2 separate regions of the Mus musculus genome follow, and region 2 is linked to region 1. The links are chromatin contacts, called in public HiChIP or PLAC-seq maps. All regions are on one chromosome and are shown on one strand. The core of a region is the stretch at or near the end of the contact, and the rest is flanking DNA. Distances in the headings are between cores, read along the strand shown.

What was found. HiChIP or PLAC-seq counts read pairs in DNA pulled down with a chosen protein or histone mark.
Region 2: an H3K27ac HiChIP or PLAC-seq map of embryonic stem cells shows a contact between it and region 1, with 6 read pairs. The contact joins two enhancer-like sites. A contact is called at or near these places in 1 of 484 Hi-C or Micro-C datasets (embryonic stem cells) and 3 of 115 datasets of contacts at active chromatin or transcription factors (embryonic stem cells and pancreatic cancer cells).

Annotation. Positions count from the first base shown.
Region 1 is chr14:99,351,668-99,358,375 of GRCm38.p6, reverse strand. It overlaps the pseudogene Gm22984. Among named protein-coding and RNA genes, the nearest start is that of Klf5, 56 kb to the right of the region's middle. Within about 2 kb of position 3,690, at least 10 of the 459 cell types and tissues checked have an H3K27ac peak or open chromatin away from gene starts, as enhancers often do. A contact at or near this core is called in embryonic stem cells, where this site is marked.
Region 2 is chr14:99,533,348-99,540,055 of GRCm38.p6, reverse strand. The region is part of intron 1 of Gm41230 (predicted gene, 41230); the gene reads right to left. Among named protein-coding and RNA genes, the nearest start is that of Gm41230, 15 kb to the right of the region's middle. Within about 2 kb of position 2,570, at least 10 of the 459 cell types and tissues checked have an H3K27ac peak or open chromatin away from gene starts, as enhancers often do. A contact at or near this core is called in embryonic stem cells, where this site is marked.

The sequences.
Region 1 (6,708 bases), core at 2,441-4,940:
CAATTCCCAGCGACCACATGGTGACTCACAACCATCTATAATGGGTTCTGATGCCCTCTTCTGTTGTGTCTGGAGACAGTGACAGTGAAAATTAATAACTCTTTTTTAAAAATCTGAAATAGAAGCCTCGCGTGGTGACACATGCCTTTGATCCCAGCACTCGGGGAGGCAGAGGCAGGCGAATTTCTGAGTTCGAGGCCAGCCTGGTCTACAGAGTGAGTTCCAGGACAGCCAGAGCTACACAGAGAAACCCTGTCTCGAAAAACCAAAAAAACAAAAACAAAAACAAAAATCTGAAATACAAATATGAAGAATCTCAGCGTGGCAAGAACGTTAACAGAAAGAACTTGGATGGTGTAAGACGGCTGTGCGCAAAGGAAAATGGTTTCCCCTAAAGACTGGGCGTTTTTTGTTTTTTTTTTTTTTTTCACTTTCTACATGAAAGTGAAGATGGAGCTGGAGGTCCAAGCCCCAGAGATTCACCTGTAAAGCTCTGCAAATCACATCTTCAGGAGAAAGGGCAGCACTGGAAACAGGAGCCTCTCTGTTTGCTGCTCTGTGGACACCCCGTCTGAGATAGAAAGTTCTGTTTCCGTGGAAAGATTTCTCAAATAACCAGTCACGACTGTGTTTGTGTGTGATGTTTAATGTAGGGATGTCTATATAGCCCTGGCTATCCTGAACCTTGCTATGCATAGCAAACTGGCTGCAAACACACAGGGATCGGCTCGCCTTGTGGCTAATTTTTGTTTGTTTGTTTTTTGAGACGGGTTTCTCTGTGTAGCCCTGGCTGTCCTGGAACTCACTCTGTAAACCAGGCTGGCCTCGAACTCAGAAATCCGCCTGCCTCTGCCTCCCAAGTGCTGGGATTAAAGGCGTGTGCCACGACTGCCAGCTTTTTTTTTGTAAAGATTTATTTATTTATTACATATATGTACACTGTAACTGTCTTTCAAACACACCAGAGGTGGGTATCAGATCTCATTATGCTAGTAATGAGCCACCATGTGGTTGCTGGGATTTGAACGCAGGGCCTTCAGAAGAGCAGTCGGCGCTCTTAACCTCTGAGCCATCTTGCCAGCCCCCTCTTTTTTTTAATAATGCTTTTCATTTCTTTGTTTGTTTGTTTGTTTGTTTTGGTTTGGTTTGTTTTGGTTTGGTTTTGTTTCTTTTTTTTGTTTTTTTTATTTTTTTGATTTTTCGAGACAGGGTTTCTCTGTGTAGCTCTGGCTGTCCTGGAACTCACGCTGTAGACCAGGCTGGCCTTGAACTCAGAAATCCACCTGCCTCTGCCTCCCAAGTGCTGGGATTAAAGGTGTGCGCCACCACGCCCAGCCTTCTTCTCTTTTTTAAGATTTATTTATTTTATTGATATGAGCACACTGTTACCGTCTTCAAACACACCAGAAGAGGGCATCAGATTCCCATTACAGATAGTTGTGAGCCACCATGTGGTTGCTGGGAACTGAACTCAGGACCTCTGAAAGAGCTGTCAGTGCTCTTAACCGCTGAGCCATCTCTCCAGCTCTTCTTTTTTTAAGATCATAATATACTCGTATTATTTCTCCCTTTCCTTCTTTTCAACCCTGCTGTGTACCTCCCACCTTAATCTCTTTCAAATTCCTGGCTTCTTTTTCTTTAATTCTTATTAACACACACACACAAAATACAATCTATATAGTGTTACCTGTATGTATATGATAATTTGATAGCTGACCACTTAGTTTTAGATTGCCAGTTGGTGTGTTCTTCCCTAGGGAAACTATTTCTCCCACTCTCAGTGTTTTTTTCCTGGCAGTAACTCTGTCTGGGGTTGAGGCCTAGAGAGACTTCCCCTTCCACATCAGCATCTCTGTTGTAATTGTTTGGATTTTGTTAGGCAGCCAGATTACTGAAGTTTCCTTGTTGCTGCTTCTCTGACATTTCTTTCTTCTTTTTCTTTTTTTTTTTTTTTTTTTGGTTTTTCAAGACAGGGTTTCTCTGTGTAGCCCTGGCTGTCCTGGAACTCACTCTGTAAACCAGGCTGGCCTCGAACTCAGAAATCCACCTGCCTCTGCCTCCCAGATGCTGGGATTAAAGGCGTGAGCCACCACGCCCGGCTCTTCTCTGACATTTCTAGGAGACCCAATCTCACAGCACACTTGCAGTCTCTCTAGCTCTTCGATCTTTCCTCCTCTTCTTCCATGATGACGGTGATCCCTGAGCCACAGAGGTAGAAGTTGTGTTGTTGTATCAGCTGAGCCTGGGCGCCACAGATCTTCATTTTGATTAAGTTGTGGTTTTCTGTAATGGCCTAGGTTGCAAGGAGAAATTTCTTTGATGAGGGGCAGTCATAAAGTTTTTTAAAAATAAGTTTTCTATAAAATAATTGGCTGTGTGACTTTTAATTGACTCACTATTTTGTCCTTACTGTTTGCCGTACACGCATTTCCTAGGTGTAGAACAATGTTCCAGAGTCATACAGAGCTAGGCATAAATTAAAAGTTTTGAGTTTGGGTGGGGTTTTGGTTGGTTGGTTGGTTGTCTTTCTATGTGGCCCTGGCTGCTGGAACTCACTCTATAGACCTGGGTGGTACCAGGCTCACAGAGCTCCTCAACCTCCTACCTCCCAAGTGCTGGGATAAGAGTTATTGTGTTTAGTCCTGACTGTCAAGGAACTTTGTAGACCTAGCTGGCCTTGAACTCAGAGATCTGCCTACCTTGCCTCCCGAGGGAGGGCTGTGATTAAAGGAGTAACCCTGAAATTAAAATATTTAAAGACAAGCAATTTATAAAAGCTGGGTGTGGTGGCATAGCGTGAGCACCAAGGAGACCCAGGCTGGTAGGCAGGTTTATGATGCAAATTCAGGCCAGGGTTGCTGTGTGAGACTCAGTCTCAAAACAGAATTTAAAAAAAAAAAGTAAACAAACAAACAAAACAAAACAAAAAATCCCAGAAGCACTGGTTTGTTCCCATAACCCTATCTTCAAACCAGTGACTTCAAAGAGGAAGCCAAGGTTTCCTGGCACTTGAATTTAGCAATCTTAGCACTCAGTCTCCTGTAAATCTTTTCAAGTTCAAGGACAGCCAAGGATGTACAGTGACGTTTCATGTCAAAAAAGAAAGGGAAACGCAGTATTGCAGGAAGCCAGGTTAAACCCTTAACCATCTTTTCCAAGTAACTCTTAGAAATAAAATTTTATCTTCGTTCTAATGGCGTCTGAATAATCTATAACTCCAGCCTTCCCTTACTGCAGCCTGAGAAGGAAGCCCACACAAGAGGAAAGCAAGCCAGGAAAATGGCAGAAATAGGAGGACTTAGAGCCATCCCAAAGTCTCAAAGCTGGAACTGATTGGGCTGTGTTTTGATTCTTCCCACGCAGAGCTTACTGGTAGAGAAGAGCTGCTGATACCTGAGGGTGGGCGAAGATGGAACAGAAATAGATGAGGTGTCTTGATAGGTTCCTGGAAGGCAGATGACGAAAGAAGGGCGTGATAGATCCACCCCAAAGGTGACCACCTCAAGGCTTGAAGAAGCTGTTTTCAAGTTGTAGCTATGGTGGGGCCCAGCCCACACGCAGGGGTAGGAAAATGAATGGGAAGTGAACATTGGGCTGCTGTTGCTCTTTGGCAAAGCTAGATTATTGTGCCAAGAGGAATGAGAGGCCATAGCTATAGGAGAGTACAGAGCGTAGGTATTGCTTCTGAGGATGAGAGCTAGTGAGCTGGCAGGTGTCCAAGTTTCTTGCGGTCATCACCTTGTCCTGCCCCCTAATCCATAGGGAATCTCAATGGAGAAAGTTTTGCAGTTCAACTCCAGGACTTTCTGCAAATGGGAGAAGAGTCGAGAAGAAAACCTCGGGACTGGGGACTGGAGATATGGCTCAGTGGTTAAGAGCACCCTCTGCTTTTCCAGAGGTCCTGAGTTCAATTCCCAGCAACCACATGGTGGTTCACAACCATCTGTAATGACATCTGATGCCCTCTTCTGGTATGTCTGAAGACAGTGACAGTGTACTCACATATATAAAATAAATAAATCCTTGAAGAAGAAGGAGAAGACCTCAACCTGGCACCTGCTGACATTTGCAGTTAATACACAAGACCTGGAGAAGCCTGAGGCTCTTCAGTAGGGGAAATGGAAGCACTTACTGAAACTGGGCCAAGAGGTTCATTGTGATGGTAATTTGGGGAAGTAGACCGAAACTCAGGAGAGAAGAATGATTTAAACCAAAAGGTTTAGCACAGTGCTCCTGAATGCTCTCTTTTGCAGGTTTTGGAGGTATAGCACTGACCCAGCATAGATGGACAAGACTCCGGGGTCAACCCCTAAGCCCATAAAAATAAAAATAAATAAAAAAAACTTCTCAGCACTGATGAGAAAAAGAACCAGGCAAGACGATCAAATTACAGAACACGATGTGTGATTCGTTCCCTCATAAAATTTAAAATGGGTGAAATTATTTGTATTTATCAAGAACAAAAGGGCTGAGAATGTCTGATGTGACATTTCAAAAGAAGACAAATTCATGTGTGTCACACACTGCTTTGTAAGGTGGAATTTTACAAGAAGAACATGTTCTCTTTTGCATGAGAAATTAAGTGCATGGAGAAAAAAAAAAAACGTGGCAGTTAAAAAAGCAGGAACTAAATCTGTACCAACCGGCATTTTTTCCTAACCAGGTAAAAGGGGGTGCTCACAGCAGTGAGTAATTTTAATGACCAAAGCCCACATTATGGGATTAATAGCAGACAGAACTATAATCTAGTTTATAGTTATACTAGATTATATAGTTTACTAGATTATAGTTTTGTCTGCTGTTTCTTGGAACATTTTGGACTTGATTAATTGTTTGGATATATGTAAAACTATTCAAACTGAGTTTACCTAAAGTAACTTTACAGTCACCATCTGGCTAAACAGCATGCTGTATTTATTATTATTGTTACTATTATTATTATTATTAATTTTAAATTTTGAGATTGTAATGTAGTTACAGTTACATTGTTTCTCTCTTGAAACCCTCCCATACACCCCTCCTTGCTCTCTTTTCAAATGCATGGCCTCCTTTTTCACTAAGTGTTCTATGCATATACATTTGCATTTCTAAACACAACAGTAAAGCCTGCTCATTTACTTGTAGGTATGGTTAGGGTCTGATTGTTTGGTATAGAAACAGACTGCCTGCCGTTGCAGGAGTCCCAGCCAGCCATCCAGGTACATACATGTATGAAGAACACACTGAGGTGCTGCACGAGGAAGGCAGGACCAGACCAGCCTGGCTGTGATGGCATGTTGTGGGGCACTGTCCATCCGCTCAGCTGAAGTCTCTGGTAATTTGGTCATTCACCTCAGAAGCTGGGGGGGGGGGAGCTCTCGGGGTGGGGGGTGTTGTAAGCCACATGAATCAGAGTAAGACTCTCCTTGGCTCAATGAAAAGATATTGACGGATTCAATAACAGGAACCTGGCAAATGTCTGCCGACTGAAACCCAGAGGACCCATGCTAAATCACCTCTGCACCTTCTCTAGAAACACAAAAGCATTTTGAGAACATTCCATGTGTTTACCCTTCTAAGCCATCTTTTCTGTATTCTTTGGCAATTCCATACATGTATGGAATATATCCTAGTCTTGTCTTACCCTACCCAACTCTTCTCAAGCCCCTCCAACCCCCTGCTCACATCCATGGTTCAATGTTCCATGTTCTCTCTCTCTCTCTCTTTCTCTCTCTCTCTCTCTCTCTCTCTCTCTGTGTGTGTGTGTGTGTGTGTGTGTGTGTGTGTGTGTGTGTGTGTGTGTGTGAGAGAGAGAGAGAGAGAGAGACTCCAGTTAACGAATCCTACTGAGTCCAGTTAATGCTGCCTTCTTGAATGTTGGCTGGTGCTCCCTAGATCTGGTGCCAGGAGCCACAGGCTCAGTGGATCATGAGTATAATGGTAATTACTCCCAGAAGACAGCTTTTCACGATACCCTACACACACAGGAGCATTTTAGCAACTCTTTTTATTTCTATGTAACTAAACCATGTCATTTCAAATATGTTCTATGGTTTAAAAACACAGATAATTAAACCAGGCAGTAGATAACACATCTTTATTTCCAGCACTTGGGAGGCAGAGGCAGGCATATCTCTGTCCATTTAAGGCCACCCTGGTGTACAGAATGGGTTCTAGGACAACCAAAGCTACACACACACACACACCCTGACTCAAAAATAAAATAAATCACTTCTGGGCCTTTTGGCTAAGATCAAGTATAGTATCTGTTCTTATCAGTTTAATGTCTGACACGTCCTCTATCCGAGGACAATATATTAAATGGATTTTTGGAGTTAGGAAAAATAAAATAAAATAAAATAAAATAAAACAAAACAACAACCATGTAATTAAGTTATCCCAGTAATGCCCTGTACCCATTGCTCACTAAATGATCAACCCTTGCACATTTGTTACTTATCAGTTCTTAACTACAAGGTCCACTTTTTCTCTTCCGTTCCTGTAGTTAGTTTAGCAGCACGACATTGGCTGTCACCTTCCCAGTGTCATGTGAAGAAGTTACCCTGGTTCACAAGATAAACAACAGTACTCGTGCCCAAATGTGAATATAAACCTGAAAGAAAATATTTCCAATAAGGCATAACAGTAGAAGATGCAGCTCAAACAATTGTGATCCATAGCAATCTCCAACCACTACACCAGAGAAGACAACGCACAGCTGGCTGGCGA
Region 2 (6,708 bases), core at 1,321-3,820, 180 kb before region 1:
CCGGAATATCTAATGAAGTTGTTGGCCAAAGAGGTCCCATGAGAATTCCCCAATAAACCAGGCTATTGCTCTCCACAAATGGACAAGGCCCCATTAATGAAGACAAGTCAGTGAACACGAAGAGGAGCTGGTGCCTACATAGAGCTTTCACTCTTACGTGTTAATGCACATGAAGGTACTCTGCAGACTACCAAAGAAAAAAATCATTAGCCATCAAGTCAGCCATAAACCCTTTGATGTACAATGGTGTACTGCTCAAAAGATACGCTAGTGCCATAGTTGCACCAAGCTTGTGCGTATAACCAACCAACATCTGGCTAGACTTAATGCCCACTCCATGAGAGGGTATCTGTACCCTACACTGCTTAAATAGTGCTTAGGTACCTCAACAGCCTAAGGACCTTGGATAAAACCAAGTGAAAGAAAGAAAGAAAGAAAGAAAGAAAGAAAGAAAGAAAGAAAGAAAGAAGGAAGGAAGGAAGGAAGGAAGGAAGGAAGGAAGGAAGGAAGGAAGGAAGGAAGGAAGGAAGGAAGGAAGGAAGGAAGGAAGGAAGGAAGGACGAAGGGAGGGAGGGAGGAAGGAAGGAAGGAAGGAAGGAAAGAGAGAGAGAGAGAGAGAGAGAGAGAGAGAGAGAAAGAGAAAAAGATAGCAAAGTAGCACTAAATGGCTCTTAATGACATTCTGCTATACCCATAGATCAGTGCTTTGCTCAGCCATCATCAGAGAAATTTCTCCCTGGAGCAGATGGGAACAAATACAGAGGCCCACAGCCTGACATTATGCAGAGAATGAAAGACCTTGGAACACTCCCCATTAAATTTCTTCCTTCTGTGCTCAGGTCACCCTGTAGAAGAGGAGGCAAAAGAATGTAAGAGCCAGCAGGGATGGAAGACACCTTCCAAATCAACAGGATCAACACATGTGTAAACTCAGAGACTGAGGCAGCATGCACAGGGCCTGCTGAGATCTGCCACAGATGGGGTCCTAGAACTGAAAAGAGAGGTACACACATATCTCCATTTCTAACCTAGAAGCTACATCCAATTGGTAACCACTTGTAAATAAATACTTAGTTGTCTCTAAAGGAGTATCACTGAGGAAACAAAGTACTTTTAAGGGTAGGCTACATGCCCAGAACTAGACGTCCACTAGAAACCAAACAGTGGTGTCTTAGGAGGTTGTCTCTCATGATGTTGTGTCATGGAGTTTTTTATTTTATACACAGCTTTTTACTACCCCATAGGTAGATTTCTTGTAAACATATTATGGCTCCTGGTTTAGTATTCTTTATTGGATTCCTGAGTGTTCAAACAAGAAGATGTTTTGCATCTGTATCTGTTTCCTGTGCCTTTTCTTGAGCGTTCTTTCTTCTCTTTGTTTTGTCATAGTCACATGTATTAGTTTTTGCTTTATCTTATTATATTATATTTTATTATTATCCCTAGAAACCTGGTTGTTTTTATCATAGAGACAGAGAGTTGATCTGGATGGGAGGAGAGTTGAGAAGGGGAAACTGTAATTAGGATATATTATGTAAGACAAAAAGCTATTTTCAATAAAAGACAAAATTTAAAAAAATATATCAGATACTTATTGCCAAGAAAATTGGATAATGGTGCATGAATAAAAGCTGGCATTAATTCTTCGTGTTCCTTCTTTTAAAATAAATTGACAAATTAATTTTACTTCATTACTAACAAGCTATTATAATACTAATGTGTATTCTAGAGGGTTTTTTTTCCTTTTGTTTATGTTCTGGGTAAAATGGATTTTTTCCCAAAAGAATTTAAATGTGTTTGTTTATCACCATGATGTCATTACTCTTGTCTAGCAATCATGAAAACTAAGAGACCTTCAAGAGGTTAAATGATCGTTCTATAAACTCAGTTTAAAATTGAAGATTTCATGGGGGGGGGCATGGAAATACATAATTTTTCACTGCCTGGAGTTAAAGTATAATTATTTTTTTAAGTTACTTTCAATTAAGATAACTTATAAGAAAGTGCAGCGGTGGGTCCCAGGTTTGGTAGACTCCAAAGCCTCTTTGAAATTCAACTGAATTTTGCCTGTATTCCCCGAGAATGAGAGAAATTTGCAAGCTCCTCGGGCCTGTGTCCTCCTTATAAGAATCCTAAGATAGCTGTTAGGTCATGGGAATGACCAAATAAGATAAGCTTTGCTTCGCAAAATTTCTTTTGAAGATTTTATTTCTGGGATGTGAGGCAAATTTTAAGAAAATCAGATCTCCAGACAGCCCTGCCTCAAAAGACTGGCTTGAATTTTGGGAACTCTCCCCAACCCATGTCTAAGGAGGGTACTGTGACTCTGCATAGAGATCTGGAAGTCGCTTTAATCCTATGAATCCAGCCTATAACCATGAAACTCACCCCTCCCTGTACATTTCCAAGACTCTTTAAGGATATCAATATTCAAGTAGTAAATCCAGATCTCTATATATCTAGAGATGTGGGTCACTCCTGAAGTAATCTTTCATGGCCCACCTATCTGCTTCCAGTTGATTCTAATGTGTGGGCTGGCTAAGACCTGCTGGTTCCATCCGCCTCAGGTTCTTCATATGCAAACTAATGCTACCTCTTTGTTCACAAGATAAATGCTTGTTACAGTTTAGGAATGTAGTAAGAGGAATGTAATGTAGGAACTCTGTATGCTTTGGTTTAATTCTTTCCTTCCTACTAACAGGTTGGACCCTGGAGCTCTTTTCCTACCAAATGTCATTTGTTCTATAGGCCTGCCTGTTTACTGTTTCTCATTGAAACTGACCAATGGTGTTTGGAAATGATTCAACCTCCCTCCACACAAGGAAGCTGTTAGATTTTATCCTGGCAGCATGGAGCCTATAGCCTCTCTAGCCAGGCCTGGCTCACAAGGGACTTTTCTCCCTTCTTACTAACTAGATGGTCCAGAGAGAACACCCAGAAAAGACTCCTCTTCTCTATTGCAATTCGTAGTAATTGGAGATGCTTTGCAGTATCCCGAGATGCCTTTCCGATATTGGTTCCTGCTGGACACCTGTTCCTACCTGAAAGCCCAGCACTCACAATAGTTCAATCCAAGAACAGCGTGAGCACACAAAGTGTTCCAAAATGAGAAAGGAGAGAGAGAGAGAGAGAGAGAGAGAGAGAGAGAGAGAGCACATAGCAAACATGGACAATGTTCGTATACACTGTAGGAAAGGCAGAGACAGCAGAGGGAGAGAAGATATAATGGAGAGAGCGGGTAGAGGTGGGGTTTAGGGCCCTACCTTCACTCTACTAAATCAGAATCTCCAGGTTTGAGGAGTTTATAAATGTGTCTTTAGCACACTTTTCAGATGATGGTGATACATTAATAATAACATATAGACAAGAGATGGCTGCAGAGAGAGTTGTCAGATTTCTCCTCCTGCTCATGCCCTACGTACTACAATTCACACAGAAACCAGAGAGTCAGTTAGAGCCCCTTTGTGTGGGGGAAGGTGGGTGCTGATGTCAACAACTACATAGCTCCTGTTTTCAAAACTGTTTTCCTGTGCTCAAAAGCAGTCCCGTTCTCATGGTGTCTTAGTGCTGAACAGGTGTCCAGTCAAATCTCCTCTTCTATAGTCAAGGTATAACCTCCCCCATCAATCACTGGCCTGGTAACACCATCCGCACAGGAATAAATGGCTACAAACTCCTCCTGCCAAAGATGAAGGTCTTAGCCTTGCTGCCTCCATAAAGATGCTGCTAGAACATCCTCCCCAGCTAATTATTCCTCCCTGTACCACTCCCAGAAAGAGGAATTCCTATTCTCTAAAGCCTGAGAATATGTCCCATGTCATAGGCTAGGATAACAGCAATTCATTGAGGAAAGCTTCATATGGAATACAGATTTCAAATACATAATTTAAACAAAACAAAACGAAAAGCAAGAAAGAAGCATTTTTACAGTAGCGACTATACCAGATTTGGCAATGATTGACTTTGAAATTCATGGGGCTATTAGGGGCAAAAGTGAGTTGCAGAAGGGTAAATGATTGCCAGATCCAGGAGGCTGAGAAGTCACAGGCTTGTACAGGTGACCCAAGCTAACTGCCTGACAGATAGCACAGGGAAGCCTGCATGGTGCGTCATCATCGCCACACTAGTAAGAATGCAGAGTGCTGGGGTCACTCGATGAGCAGTCATCACTTTGGAATTTATAAATGGATGCCCGTGGATGCATAAAGAGTCATGCTTGCTTACTTAGCTTGGCTATTACTCTTACTGTTCTCCTTTTTTATAATGAAGTGGTTTTATGCTTCTGAAGCTTGGTTCATTAAGTCAATGCCATCATCCTATCTAGGACATTGGTCATTTTTATTGCAAAAGAAAAAAAAATCATTACTTCAAGAACATATGCCACATATTTTCCACGTCCTAAACTTTTCACCTGCTCTTGTTTTGTTTGGGGCTGATTCGTTGTAAGGAACAGCACATTGCCCAGAGGTCATCGTGAAGCAGAAGGGGATGGGGTTAGTCCTCTGTAGGTAAGCCCATGGTGGTTTTTGCTGTTTGCCATCGTTAGCATTAATCTCTGCTTCTTCAATATCACTAAAAGGGCTTTAGAAATGAACTTGTAGTTGAAGTGGATAAAAATGACCCCAAGCCTAAATCATAGGAGAATTTACAAATGCACAAATTTCCATTCCTATCCTGCAAAGATTAGGCAGCCTATTATTTTTCGACTGTTCATTCCCCCCTTTAAAAGAAAACATATATATAAAACATGGCCATGGAGGAAATAGACTACATCATTAACTGAAGCTGCCCTGTCCTTAGGAAGAAGATGCAGTTTAGAAACTCATGTGCACCTGCAGTGTGCATGTAGAAAGTGCCCTTGCTTATAAATGATACATACAGTATGTTCCTTGTCACTTCCTACTGTTTTTATTGCCATGCTTTTCAGACCATATTCATGAACATGTCTAGATTGTCCTTTGTGCTTCTTACATGGTTAGTGTGAAAACTCATGCAATAAACAACCCAGGTTCTTAAAAGCCAAGGATTTTTTTTGATGCCCCTAAATGAAGGAAAAGAAGGGAGCTTTCATCTTCAGCCTTGACTATGCACAGGCTTGGTAACAGAGGAAGGGACAGAACCCAACGTTTACCATGAGTTTAATGTCATGCATAAGGTTAGGGGCTGTACCTACAGTTCCTGGCTTTGCTCACACCACCATGGAAGGTCAAAATTACTATGCTTGCTTACCAGATAAAAAGCTAAGGCTCAGAGAGGTAAAAATAACTCACTAAGAGTATGAAACAGGAAGTAGAGAAGATAGGTCAAGACAGAGCTTGGCCTCCATAATTCAAAGGTAGTGTATTCTTTCCATGCAGTTAAAAGGTGAATGGACAGCCAGATGAGCTGGTACACACCTTTGATTCTAGCACTTGGGAGTCAGAGGTAGGCAGATTAATGTGAGTTCAAGGCCAGCCTGTTCTACAAAGCAAGTCCCAAGACAGCCCGGGTTCCACGGATAAACCCTGTCTCAAACAAACAAACAAACAAACAGAATGAGCACAGATTTTTGTCTTTGCAAAGAGATCATAGGTTGAATCTATCCATCATCCACAGGCCTTTTAGCCTGTTGGGTTTTGAATTAAACTCTGTCTCATTTGATTTTTTAGAATGAGAAAGAAAATTAGAACCTTGGAACTGTGGTTTTTTTTGAAATTCAATAAGGTCTCTTTTGAGACTTCTTAAACAAATGATAATGACCAGATGCCTAGGAAGCTATTCTCCTTAACAAGGCAAAAACAAATCCTACTTAAAATTATCCCTTGAAGGCTTAATGAAAACTCAAAATTACATTTACAAAGAGAGTATGGGTTGAGCTTATGGAAAAAGGACCAAGAATGGCTTCTTGGTAGCATGGTCCTTTTCTGTCCTCAAGAGCCTAGGCACATGCAAACTGATCCTGACCCTTGTTGCTGCTTAGACAGCTAATGACACTAGAGCTCAGACATCTCCCATCCTAATACATTAGAACCTCCTGAGTGCCAGGCCAGCAAAGGACATCCAGATGTAGCCTCTAGGTAAAGGGATTCTTCAATGCAGGCCCTGTTTTCTCTTTGCTTTTAAGATATGTTCTTTGACATCTTGGTAATTTCCCAGAATCCTGCAGGTGCCTTGTGTAAATGCCACAGGGACTATAAAGTCTGAAATCCAAATTACCTAATTTTGTATCTCCAATAAACAACTCACTAATTAGACGAACCTGGGTCTCTATGACCTCATTTGTAGACCAGGATAATACAACCGACCTTGCCACATTGTTTTGAGGATTAGAGATAATTCACATAAACTGCCTGGAAGATACTTAGACAAGAGCCTGTGATCCTTGGTTAGCTGTTGCAGCCTTGAATATCACTGAGACATACAATCTTGAGCACTTAGAAGGCTATTGAAGGCTCATTTCAGCAGTCTTTCCAGTGTAGCAGTACATTCTCCAACATTCTTGGTGAATACAGTTTGAACACTTTCTGCTTTGAAAGGCTGGGTGCCACTAGAGGGTCAGAAAACAAAAATAATGATTTGTTTTCAGCTATTCGGAGAATTACAAAACAATTAAGGAACATTATTCAGAGAGACTCAGATGGCAAGAAGAAAAGTCTGTAGGAGTTTTGAGCAAGGAAGCATTATTAAGTCACGATGTGACCACCTAAGTCATTAAGTACACTGAACTTT